Linked DNA regions of Sus scrofa: region 1 is linked to region 2. Evidence: chromatin contacts called from public HiChIP or PLAC-seq data. All regions are on one chromosome and are shown on one strand. The core of a region is the stretch at or near the end of the contact, and the rest is flanking DNA. Distances in the headings are between cores, read along the strand shown. Region 1 holds the start of AP3M1 (adaptor related protein complex 3 mu 1 subunit). Region 2 holds the start of VCL (vinculin).

Region 1 (5,844 bases), core at 1,461-3,960, 140 kb before region 2:
TGGGTTAAGGATCTAACATTGATTTGAGCTGTAATATAGATCACAGATGCGGCTCATGTTCGGCATTGCTGTAGCTGTGGTATAGGCCAGCAGCTACAGCTCTGATTCAACCCCTAGCCTGGGACCCTCCATATGCAGAGGGTGTGACCCTAAAAAGACCAAAAAAAAAAAGGATATTTGAGAAAGAGAGGCTAGACTTGTCAGCTGCTCACCCTAGAACCAAAATTTTTTTTTTCAATCTCACACTATTGTCAATTTTGTCTAGATAATTCTTTGTTGTAGGGGGCTTCCTGTGCATAGTACAATGTTTAGCATCATTCCTAAATCCCACCTACCTGGTGCCATTAGCACTCTCCACCAAGTATGTCTACAGCCATCGCCAAAATGTTCCCTGGGGGACAATATTTCCCCTGGTTGAGAACTACCCTAGAGTTCACTAGGGCTTTTGGATAAATTGCATAAAGTTGATAAATTTAGTATGGTAATTAAATTCTAAGTACAGACTTAGAATCAGACTGTTTTTAAATCCTAACCCCATCATTTACTAGATAGGTGACCCAGATCAAGTTACTTAACCTCTCTATACCTGTTTTCTCCTTGATAAAATGGATATAATTATAGTGTCTTCCTTGTAGGGTTGCTGTGGGATTGAATGAGTTAAAGTAGGTAACATGCTGACAGAATACATATTAAACATTATTATTTATCATTATTTTAAGCATGCATAAGCAGAGAAAAGCACACAATAAAGTCAAATAACAATGAATTTGCACCCAGCTGCTCTGGGTTCATACTTCATTTCCTCAACTGTTTCACTCAGGCTTCCATTTTCTCATTTGTAAAATAGGAAAGCACTTTGAAAATGGATTAGCATGAACAGAAAATCTGAGGGCTGTATGTAGGATAACAGAAAAGTTGCAGCTGTCTTCCAATTTGAAAGAGGAAAATTTGTAAAGGAGGTGCTTTTTAAGGAAATTCTCTAATAAATGATCAAAGGAGGGAAGCACATGCCTTTAACCCAGGGAGGTCTGATTCAAAAGCCTTTGCTTTAGTCTATAGTTTGAAATCCTAAAACAAAAATAGAACATCCTGAGGAATCCAAAAAAAAAAAAAGTTTATTTTCTTTGTGTAAGGTAGGCACACTAAACCTTTGCCCTTTTGAGGGTAATATGAAATATATTAAAAGGCGAAAGATTTATACGATCTGAAGAGAAACCAGAGTATTAATATGAAATATATTAAAGGCACTGGCAGGGATTTGGTCACTAACCATTCAAACAGCATGAACACACCACCAGATCCCTTAGTGACCTTTCATTTTCAATTATGATTCACTCTTTCAGAGGTGAAGGGTAATGTTGGAAGAAGTGAGCTTTGTCTTGTACAATTAGGAGTGTCTCAAGAGTTCTAAATCAGTTTGATATGTCTAGTTTAAGACACAAAATTTATTGCCTTCCAAGGAGCATTTCAAAATCAGCAAAGAATATATATACTACACCTCATGTTTATTAGGGGATACTATATTAACCAATAAGCAAAAGCTGAAACATCAAATCACCTGTAAAGCAAAAATTAGGTGGAGAACTATCTCCACTACTGCCAAAAAATGCAAAGAAAGTAAGAAAAATCAACTTTTCCTAACCATTCAGGCAAATTCCATCCCCGCAAAGCCTCGGAGGTGGGGTCCCGGTCCCTGGAAAAGGGTCTGCAAAGGTACCAGACTTCAGTAGCGAATATACCAAAAATAAGGTGAAGACGTCTTTCCGCGAAAATTCCCCTAAATTCTGTTTTTCTCCCGGGGTAGTGCAGTCGCTACGCATTTTCCTCGTTATCCCCAGGAAAAAGGAGGTAGCCGCAGGTGACGCGGCTCAGGTCGGGTCTGGTCCTCCTAGGTCACATCTGCCCTGTGCGGACCGGCTCCCACGTGGCGCCCACAGCCTTCCACCGCCAGCTCCGAGCGCCCCGCCAGCGCTGTGATTGGCCAAGGGCGAGCAGGCGGAGACTGAACTAAACTGGGCAGGCGCCGGGCAAAGGGTCGCAGCCCAGCGGATACGAGCGCTGGCCTCAGGCGGGCGGTGAGGATAGCACCCAGCGCCGAAGCCGCGCAACCCCACGTGGGCCAAGGTTAGCGGCAGGCGCCGTTGCCCTCCACCCTACGTCAGGTAGTGCTCACCTCAGCGTTCGCAGCGCCTCCACCTTCAGCTTTTTGGGCTTTGGCTCTTCTTCAACCGCTGCCATCTTCACGCTCCCACCTCACTTAAGCACCAGCGCACGCCCCACCCCTTCGGCTCCTTGGCCACGCCCCCTCCTCCCATCACCGCCTCCTTTCCTCTAGACCCCGCCCCTCTCTCCTCCCCCTAGTCCCCGCCTCTCCCGACCACAGCCATTGGCTTTACTTCTGGGCCTCACCCATTGGATAATGCACAGCCCCTCCGGACCCCGCCAGTCCGACTGTAGGGGCACCCCTAACTGGTTTAGACTGCGGATGAGCGCCTGAGTCCAGAAGATGCGAAACTCCCTATTTTTCTAGATTCTGTGTGATCTAGAAGATTATATCCTAAACTTCAAAAGACATATTTCTCATTCAGCGTCTTCCCGCTCGTTTAATCTTTCCAATACTGTTGGTTTCTTTGAGGCTGTTAGTCAGGCAATCTACCAGGCACCTCAACTGCAGGGGTCCTCACGACCTTCTCAGCTTCCTCAGCCTCGCTCTGGAGAGGACCCCGCATCTAATCACTGGCTGGCCCTGGTGTCGGGGTGAGTGTGAGGGGCTGGGAGTGTGCGGATAGGGGACAGCTCGAAATCTGGGGGGTTGACGGAATAGCCAAGGCTCTGAACTCCAGGCTGGGCTACGGAAGCGTCTCCAGTGCTGTTTACCGGGGCCGTGCCTCCCACTAGGCCTTCCGGTCTTTCTTGTCAGCTGGGCCGGAAGGGAGCGGTGTACTTGCCAGTGTTTCTAGGCCCTAGGCCCAAGAGGTTCTGGCTTTTTGGGTCCCTCGCCGTTCTCTGCCACGGGAAAACGGTCTTGTAACGCACAGTGAGCTGGAATACCGGTGACTCTGATCTCAGCCTCAGGTTTCTACTGTGGAGGACAAAATCCTTAACTGACCTAAGCGGACGTCCTGTTAGAGCGTGTCGCCCAGGATGGGCCTGGGGTGGGGAATAGGGTGAGGAGAGTGTTGCATTTTTTCAGAAGTGAGTTGATGGGAATCAAAACTGAGGAGGTGACAGCGAGTATGGAAAAGTGATGAATGATATGGTTTGGTGGATTTGTATTGAACCCGAAGCCAACGCTTCATCAGAAAGGTGGTACCTTCATAAAGTTAGGAGTCCTTACATGAAAAGGAAGAATCTTGTGGAGTTTGGGATATATCGAGTTTGAAACAGTGGTTTAGGTGGAGGTAATAGAAAGATTAAAAAGAAAAAAAAAAAAAAAAAAAAACTTACAAGTACATCTGAAAGAAGCTTTCGAGGTGAAAACAAAAACAGATGAAATTTCACATAATTTGGTAAGAAGTATTTGTCTTGTTTTGGGCAAATTTATTAGGGACATGAAATACTGCAAGGATCAAAGGACAAAGTTGAAGTCTGAGAATAGGTCGTTGGATTTAATGATTAGGAAGTCATTGGGTTATTTGAGAAAACTGCTTTAAAGCATCATTTACTGAGAGGAGAGACTGCACGTGCAGACTAGTGCTTCTTCTTTTGTTTTTTTGGGTTTTTTTTTTTTTTTTTTTTTTGGTTTTGTTTTGTTTGTTTTTTTTTGTCTTTTTGCCATTTCTTGAGCCGCTTCCGCGGCGTATGTAGTTTCCCAGGCTAGGGGTCGAATCGGAGCTGTAGCCGCCGGCCTACGCCATAGCCACAGCAACGCGGGATCCGAGCCGCATCTGCGACCTACACCACAGCTCACGGCAACGCTGGATCGTTAACCCACTGAGTAAGGGCAGGGATCGAACCCGCAACCTCATGGTTCCTAGTCTAATTCGTTAACCACTGCGCCACGACAGGAACTCCCTGCTTCTTCTTTTGGACCATGAAGCAAAAGATTGTTGAGGTGGCAAGGTCCCTAAAAGATTTGGGGTTTGTTTGTTTCAAAGAATATCAGACACTTTATGTTTGGGAGCAGAAAGCAGGTAACTAATGTATAAGATTAAAGATCCAGGGAAAAGGAGTTAAGACTTGGGAAGAGAGAAAAGGAAATGGGATCAGAATTACAAGTGGAAAAATTAGTGTTGGAAACAACAGAGCACACTTTGACTTGAGACCATAGAAAAAGAGGAATTCGATGAATGAAAAATCATCTGAAACTTAACATACCTTTGGTGGGAAAGCTCTCTTGGCAATAAAGGTAGCCTTTCTTACCGAATCTTGGGATTTCTACATTGTTTCTCAACAGTAAACATAATAGATTATTGGAGTTCCCTGCAAACTAGATATTTTTAAGTAGCTTAATAATTATTAGTGAGTAGCAGATGGTATTTGTAGAGAAGAGGAATTCTCTCTTTCTATAGATGACTCTCTCTCCTATTCCACAGAGAAAATAGAAGCCATCATCTTTCTGCAGCCAAATACACAAACCTGCTTTCCTTCTGTTTAAAGAGGGAAAAGTATTCCTTTTCCTTAAGGAAGGCAGATCTTTTCACTTAAGTTCCCCAGTGTCATCCTCTCCCACATCCTCAGGGTCTTCTTTTGTTTATAGTTATTCCCTCACTCTTATATCATCAGCCTTTCCCTTCTCACATTTTTCCTTCAGCTTTTAAAAATAGTCTTCCTTAACTTTATAAACCACTCCAGTTTATTTTCCTGTCTTTTTATCTCCTTCACAGCCAGAGTTCTTGACTGTATCATCTACTCGCCTTATCTCTCTTTTTCCCACTTCTTGCTATTTATTTTTTGGCCCGCTGCAGTATATTCTTGCTTCCAGCATTCCACTGAACTACTACTGAAACTGCTTTAAGATCACCAATGCCTATGTGTTGAATTGTACATTCTCATCAGGGACAAAATTTGCTTCTTGTAAGGAAAAAAAATTATGCTTTTTATGTATAAAACCAATATTTACAGTACATAAAGAGATAAACATTGTGTGATATTAAAATTTTATGAATGAGAGGTGTTAATGAAGGGGGGTTTGACAAGGCCCATTAAGAGACAGTAATGTAAAGAAAGTTGAAAACCACTGTAAAAAATGGATATTTTCAGTTCATCTTCCTTTTTATTTATTTATTTATTTATTTTTGCCTCTCCCATGGTATAAGGAAGTTCTGAGTCAGGGATTGAATCTGAGCCACAGCTGCGGCAACACCAGATCCTTAAACTGCCATGCCAGGAACTCCCTCAGTTGTTCTATCTTGACCTCTTTGTGCCTTTTAAAATGTTAACCACTCCATTCTTCTGGGAACACACTAACACACTCTTGTACTAAAAACCATTACCCTCCCCCCTTTTTTCCTAAGCCCTCTTCAGTCACATCTTCTCAGTATTTTTTTAGGCCTACCTCTTTGACCCACATGCTACTCAAAAGCAGGAAGTTCCTTCTATAGGTTCTCTTCTACTATGCTCAGTCTCTCTTAGTCTTTTTAGTCTCCTTATGGTTACAGTTGCCATTAACAAAAAAATCATGATTCCTCGAAAATCTTTCTCCACTTTGGCTTCTGTCTGAAGCACCAGACCTATATATACAATGGCCTTTTGCATATATCTGTTGGAGTCAAATATATCCAGAATTGGGTCAGACTATATAGATCAGGGCTAAATCCCTCACGTTTCCTCTCTGTGCTCCTTCTCTGCCCAAACTTTGCTCAACCCTAAATGTTGCCCTTATCTTTTCATTTTACTCCATCC
Region 2 (6,227 bases), core at 2,307-4,806:
GTGTGTTTGCAGTGACCAGACTACTTTTGTTTAACAAATATACCTAAAAAATTACAAATCCAAATGAGTCTTGCTTAATAATGCCCTCAATCAAAACTTGCCCTCAGATTCTCAATAATTCTATGCCTTTGTTGAGGTAGTTCTTTCCACTCCGCTTTTCTTATCACATCTTTAAATTTTCAAACCCTACCTGTCTTTAAGGCCAGCTCAAAAGTTACCTCCTCCTCCATGAAGCCCATGCTCTCACCTTCCTCTGAACTTCCATGATACTTCACTTCTTTCAGCCACTTAAGACTTCCAATCCAGTATTAAACTTATTCTGCCCAGTACCATACTTACTGCTTTGACCTTAAGAGAGGATCTCAGTAAATACCTATTTGATAAGTATATGACTACTGCTTAACAATTCAGAATTTCAAGTTCGCCTGGTAAATTTTAATTTTGGAAATATCTAAAAGATTCCAAAAAAGGTTACATCAAGTAGTAGGGCTAATGAATGCCCATTTCAGACACAATTTTCTTGACTGAAGTAAAACAAATTAATTTGACATATGTATGTAAGAAATTCCCGAAGAGAAGCACTGGAATATGGACATAACCCCTCATGATAACTGAAAGAAACCTGAATTGTATAAATTCCAGAATATTTGTTCAAAAATCAGCTTCATTATTTTCTAGTAACGCTACATGTTTTTCCCTGAGTGCAATCATCAAGCTCTACTAATTCTTTTTCTACTGCATTTCTAATATAGTTCTAATATAACTCCCTCTTCCCTGCCACAGCCAAGTCCAGTCCCTCATTTTCTTCATGACCAGCCAATTTTAAAAGTCTCCTAATTTATCTCCCTTCCCATAGTTCCTTCTTTCCTTCAACAGTACTTATCAAGCCATCCTGTGTGCCAATGTTGAGGGTAAGAACGGGGGAGCAAATATATATCATATGAGGCCTGTTCTCCAAACAACCCAGATGGGAACTTGACACACTATACACAATTTATCACAATATTCAGCAGCAAATACATAAGGGCACAACGGATACCCAGAATTCCAAGTAATGGGTAGGTCCTCTGGCCTCCCCACAACACAATCCATGCCTCTCCCTCATACCACTGTCCTCATCCTCTCCTTCCCATTCTCTTTGTTCATCTTATTGGACTTCTGTTAAACTGCCCATATGGCATGCACCGACTTCATCTCCAATTTCTCTCCAACTTGCCTCCTGAGCTGATCAAGACAATCTACTTGTGGTAACTTGAAAGTGACTTACAAGTACTTTTGTTCACACTTGACTATCAGCACCATCCTCCTCACTTTCTCTCTGCTAACTCCCAAGATACTCTCAAGTCCCTTCATAATGTATTGGGAAGTATGTAATTATATGTAATTTTGTTTTCAGTTTATGACTGGCCTCACTTCTTTTGTATTTGTCTTACAGTATCTATCACAGTATTTCCTAAGGGTATATAACACAGCCACCTACGGAGCTTCCTGAAAACACAAAGGCCTTGACTCGACCCCCAAAAGAGCTCCTCAGTAAGTCTGGGGAGGGAACTGGATATCTTTATTTCAAAAAAGCCTCACTGGTGATTCTGATGCACATCTCAACCTGAGAACCACTGATTTATTAAAATGCCCCCTATATAGCAAACATGCAACTCTTATTAACTCATGCGTTAAAGCTCATAAATAACTTTTCTCTAAATGGCCTAACCAGATAGCAACCCCTAGACAACACTAGCTCTGTTCCAAGTGAAACATGTGGTTTTAAGATTTCATTTCCTGAAAGACTCCTTGGAGGGACACTATTACCTTGTCTCTTTACATTGTTTCCTATTTGTTGAAAAATGGAGGCCTGGAATGCAGCCATGTTAGACAACACTACATAGGAATGTACTCTGGAGTCTTCGATTAAAACTAGTTATAAAAAGAACAAGAACACTGTAGAACTAGACATTTTGAATGAATACAATATTCTTCCTGAATATCAGAGTCTTGCTAAATCTACACAGAAGGCAGCACGGGAATTTGGTCAGTAGCATCTTCCTAGTCCTGAACAGTGGAGGAGAGCCCTAGAAGACTGGGGAAGACTTTCACGTTTAAATGCCTCCAAAGCATTAAAGTGCTCTCATCAGGTAAGTAACTCAAGCCCCACCCAGACCCACGGTTGCCTCCCAGCCTCCTAACTACCCTGACAGGCACTCCACAAAGCTCAGTGGGGGAGCAGTATGAACTTTTTCCAAAGTTGTTCCTCACAGGCAGCAGCTGTCTGAGTCACCCACCCAGGGTGGGAAAGAAAAGTGTGATATTAGCCATCGGAGTGTTAGGAGACTGGTCACACAGCACCTCTTCTTCCATTTCAGAAGTGGGCTCCGCCTCCTCCAGGAATCACCTCAGTTATTAGTCACAGCTGCGGGCTACAGGGGTCTTGCAGGGCCACTTAGCCACCTAGGAAAGTTGTGGATCTGGGAGGAGACGCCCCGGCCTTTTCTCCGGCAGGGGCCGCAGATCCCAGATTCCAAAGGCCTCTCCCAGCAGCTCCATCTTGCTTCCTGTCAGGAGGAGGGGCCGACAAGAAGGGCCCCCGATCTGGAAAGGCTCCCGTGGGAGGACGCCGTTTGACAGCAGGTAAAACCAGGTGGAAATCTCCACGGGAGCGGGAGGGGACGGGGAATGAAAGGCAGCAGGGTTAAGCGAAAGGGGGAAAGGGTTATGAATTTCTGCATAAAGACATAACCCGGCGTTTGTGAGGGCCAGAGGTGTGAGCAGAAGTAGAATGCCCAGGGAGGGAGGAGACGGAGACGAGTGGCCAGTAAGACAAGTGGACAAAAGCGCCGGACGCGGGGAGCTCTGGGGAGGGGTGGTGGGTGAGGCAGGTTTTAAGGCGAGGGGCAAGTATCAGGAAGGAGAACAACGTGGCTCTAATAATCTCTGGAAGGAAAGGCAGAGAATCGGTGGAGAAGCCCGCCAGCCCAGAGGCTCGGGAGGCCTAAAAAGGAGCTGTGAGCAAGAGTGTCAACCGGTGGGGCGACAGACTACTGAGAGAAAGGGGCTATCAGACTCCTAACACCTATCATTTATTGAGCGCTTACTATAGATCATAACACCGCGCTAGGCACTTTACAAAAACCTCGCGGAATCTTCACAACAAACCCGCAAGGCAGGCATTATTACGACTGCCCCCATTTCATAGATGACAAAACTGAAGCTCAGAGAGACTCGGGGTCTTGCTCAAGGTCACAGCGCGGGGGAGTCAGGATTCAAACCGGAGGCGGTCTGGCTCCAGAGCCCACGCGCAAAGCCGCAGGCAGCACAGGGGAGCCGCGAGGCGGGCCGGGACCCCTGGGACGTCTCCCGCCCCCGTTCCCCATCCCAGGCCTGGCGCGCTCACCCGGACGAGGTTGCTGACCGCCGCCTGCACGGCGGCCACAGGCGCGGTGAGGTCAGGGATGGCTTTGCCGTCCACCTCGCCTTCCTCGTGCATGATCACCAGGTGCGAGATCTGCTGCGCCACCGGCTCCAGGATGCTCTCGATCGTGCGCGTATGAAACACCGGCATCGCGGCGGCTAGCGGGGCGGCGAACCGCGGGCTACAGAGAACTGAGAACGGCAGAGAGGGGAACCCGCGAAGAGAGGGACTCCGAGCAGCGACTACGGAGTCCGGGCTTCCCTCGGCGTAACCAGCCTCGCGGGCGCCCCACCCCCTCGCGTCGCCGCGCCCAATGGCAGCGCCGTTCAGATCGGAGCCACCATTCCTATTGGTCCTGCTTAGATATGCCCCGCCCCCACAACCGCGCCGCCAAGACCCCGCCCCGCCCCCATTCCCAAGGGAGGGGCCTGGGATTGGGGCTGCGCCTAAGGGATTGCGACCGGATTCCCGAGCCCTAACGCCGGGCGCTCCTTATAAGGGCATGGTGGGAACGGAACGTGAGGCTGGAGTCGGGGCCCCGCCCCCCGGGGCGGCCTCCCGCCTCGTCTCTGCGGAGCGCCGCCCCTCTGCAGAATCACCTCAGCTGGGCGGGTTCTCCTTACCTCCCGCGGCGCTGGAATCTGACAAGACTGGTGAGCTATAGTTCTCCCTGCCTGCTGCCCAACTTTTCCCTTGAAACGATGCCCTGAAAATACTCTTTCCATTTCCTCTCTGTAATATAGTCAAAAAACAGAAGTGCATAGAGAAACAGGAGCATCCCATTCATTCACACACACTCCACCCTCTGTGTCCTCAGAATACTCACTGTTAACAGTTTGGTGCGCAAGCTTCGAGACCTTTGTCTGCTCACTTTGTTGTGCACGTATATTTTTTTCTAAGTAAGTAAGATTAAACATTTTCCTGGAACTTGATATTTTTCCCCCTTGGAATACCCTGATCATCTCACTGTTGGTAAATGTAGGTCTAGGTCTACCTCATTCTTTTTAATGACTGCATGGTATTCCATTGTATGGAATTGAATAATTTCCTAGTAATGGACATTTAAGTTGGATTCTGTTTTTTGCTATTAAAAGACAATTCTGGGAATTCCCCTGTGGCTCAACAGGTTAAAGACCCACCGTTGTTACTGCTATGGCTCTGGTAACAGCTCTGGCCCAGGTTGATCCCTGACCTAGGAAGTTCCACATGCCACAGCAGGGCCAAAACAACAACAACAACAATTCTGCTTGAACATCACAGTACTTGCCTATGTATTGTGTGTATGTATATTTATCTAGGACTAAAAATGAGTAAAAATGCAGAAATGTACATTTTACATTTTGATAAGACCAAATTGCCTAATCCTCTCAGTGTGCTTTGTAGAAGACATCTTTTAAATGTCTTCCTCACCTCAAAATTTCTTTTGCCTAAGCTTCTCCATTCTAAGACAAAACACTTTCACTAATACCTCCAAGCAGAAGATGTGCAAGTCAAATGAACGTATTTCTCAAGGGCCTATGTTTTACAAGAGACTAAACTGTGTCTTGCCCTGTGCAACTTTAGCAGTTATTTTTGTTGTTGTTGTTTTGGTTGTTTTGTTTTGTTTTCTCAGTTAATATACATCCTTGGTTCTGCTGTGTGAGTTACCAAATCCTGCACTTTTCCTTCTAATACCTCCACTTTTTCTTTATTGCTTTCAATGTCCTCATAGACAATGGATTGCTTTCTCTCTCTATCTTAATTTAACATTTAGTTGTTATTTTCTAAGTTCTAGGAAACTTAGAATTTGGCATTTTGTAATTTCTAAGATTGCATATAGAACCACCAACTCGATTTGCGGAACCAGTGCAAAGTAAAAATGTAGATCTAAAAGGAGGAAAAAGTGTTGTTAAAGATACTAAAATGCAAAGCTTGTTCCTTTCTTTGGTGGTATCTCTCTCAACCAGTCACGGTATTTTTTATTTGCTATTTAGTGTCACACTCCCTGGGGAGCAGATACCTTTGGGATGAATACAGATCCCCCCACAGGAACCTAAAGAACCCTCTTGTCTACTGTTGGACTGACATGCAATTCCCAGTGATGGACAGTGACCCAAGTCAGGCATCTCCCCTTCCCACAGGCCTACCTCCTCAATCCACAGCAAATGGGTGACCTCCAAAGGTATTGCAACCTCCAGCCTTGAGACTCTCTCAACAATTGGATGAAGAAAGACAGGAGGCTCACCTCCACTGAGTTGAGCACAATAAATGCATGGCATTGATAGCTTAGGTTGAGAATGGCCACCTCCATGCCTCACCCTTAGACACCTTGTGGCATACACAGAACCTTGCCCAAGGCAGAGCAAAGGGTAGAAGTGTGGTCCCTGAACAGAGTCAGGGGAGGCTGGGCGGGGTCAGGGGGCCAGAGGTTGGGAGAGAGCAAGCAGCTAAAAACCCATCCAAGTGAAGTAGTGGGAGGAAGGACCATACAGAATCTGAGGCCCCAAGCCCCCAATGCATGTTCCAACTGTCCTATTGGACTTCTCTTCTAAAATACAAACTCAAAGATAAAATTATTAAGAATCAAGGTGGCGGAGTTCCCATCGTGGCTCAGTGGTTAATAAACCTGACTAGTATCCATGAGAACACAGGTTCAATCCCTGGCCTCGCTCAGTGGGTTAAGGATCCAGCATTGCCGTGAGCCGTGGTGTAAGTCACAGATGCTGCTCAGATCCCATGTTGCTGTGGCATAGGCTGGCAGCTGTAGCTCCAATTTGACCCCTAGCCTGGGAACTGCCATATGCCATGGGTGCAGCACTGAAAAAAAAAAAAAAAAGAATCA

Evidence for each region. HiChIP or PLAC-seq counts read pairs in DNA pulled down with a chosen protein or histone mark.
Region 1: a contact with region 2 is called in an H3K27ac HiChIP or PLAC-seq map of alveolar macrophages. The contact joins the promoter of AP3M1 here to the promoter of VCL in region 2. A contact is called at or near these places in 1 of 5 promoter capture datasets (fetal liver) and 2 of 2 datasets of contacts at active chromatin or transcription factors (alveolar macrophages and skeletal muscle).

What each region holds. Positions count from the first base shown.
Region 1 is chr14:76,832,540-76,838,383 of Sscrofa11.1, reverse strand. AP3M1 (adaptor related protein complex 3 mu 1 subunit) reads left to right here and starts at 2,710. Exons shown (of 9, transcript NM_001243516.1): 1 at 2,710-2,757. It overlaps ADK (adenosine kinase), which reads right to left and starts at 2,312. Exons shown (of 11, transcript XM_003359240.4): 1 at 2,174-2,312. The coding sequence starts at 2,238.
Region 2 is chr14:76,697,616-76,703,842 of Sscrofa11.1, reverse strand. VCL (vinculin) reads right to left here and starts at 3,556. Exons shown (of 21, transcript NM_213934.1): 1 at 3,389-3,556. The coding sequence starts at 3,556. It overlaps LOC102160869 (atherin-like), which reads left to right and starts at 3,696. Exons shown (of 3, transcript XM_013983354.2): 1 at 3,696-4,059. The coding sequence starts at 3,720.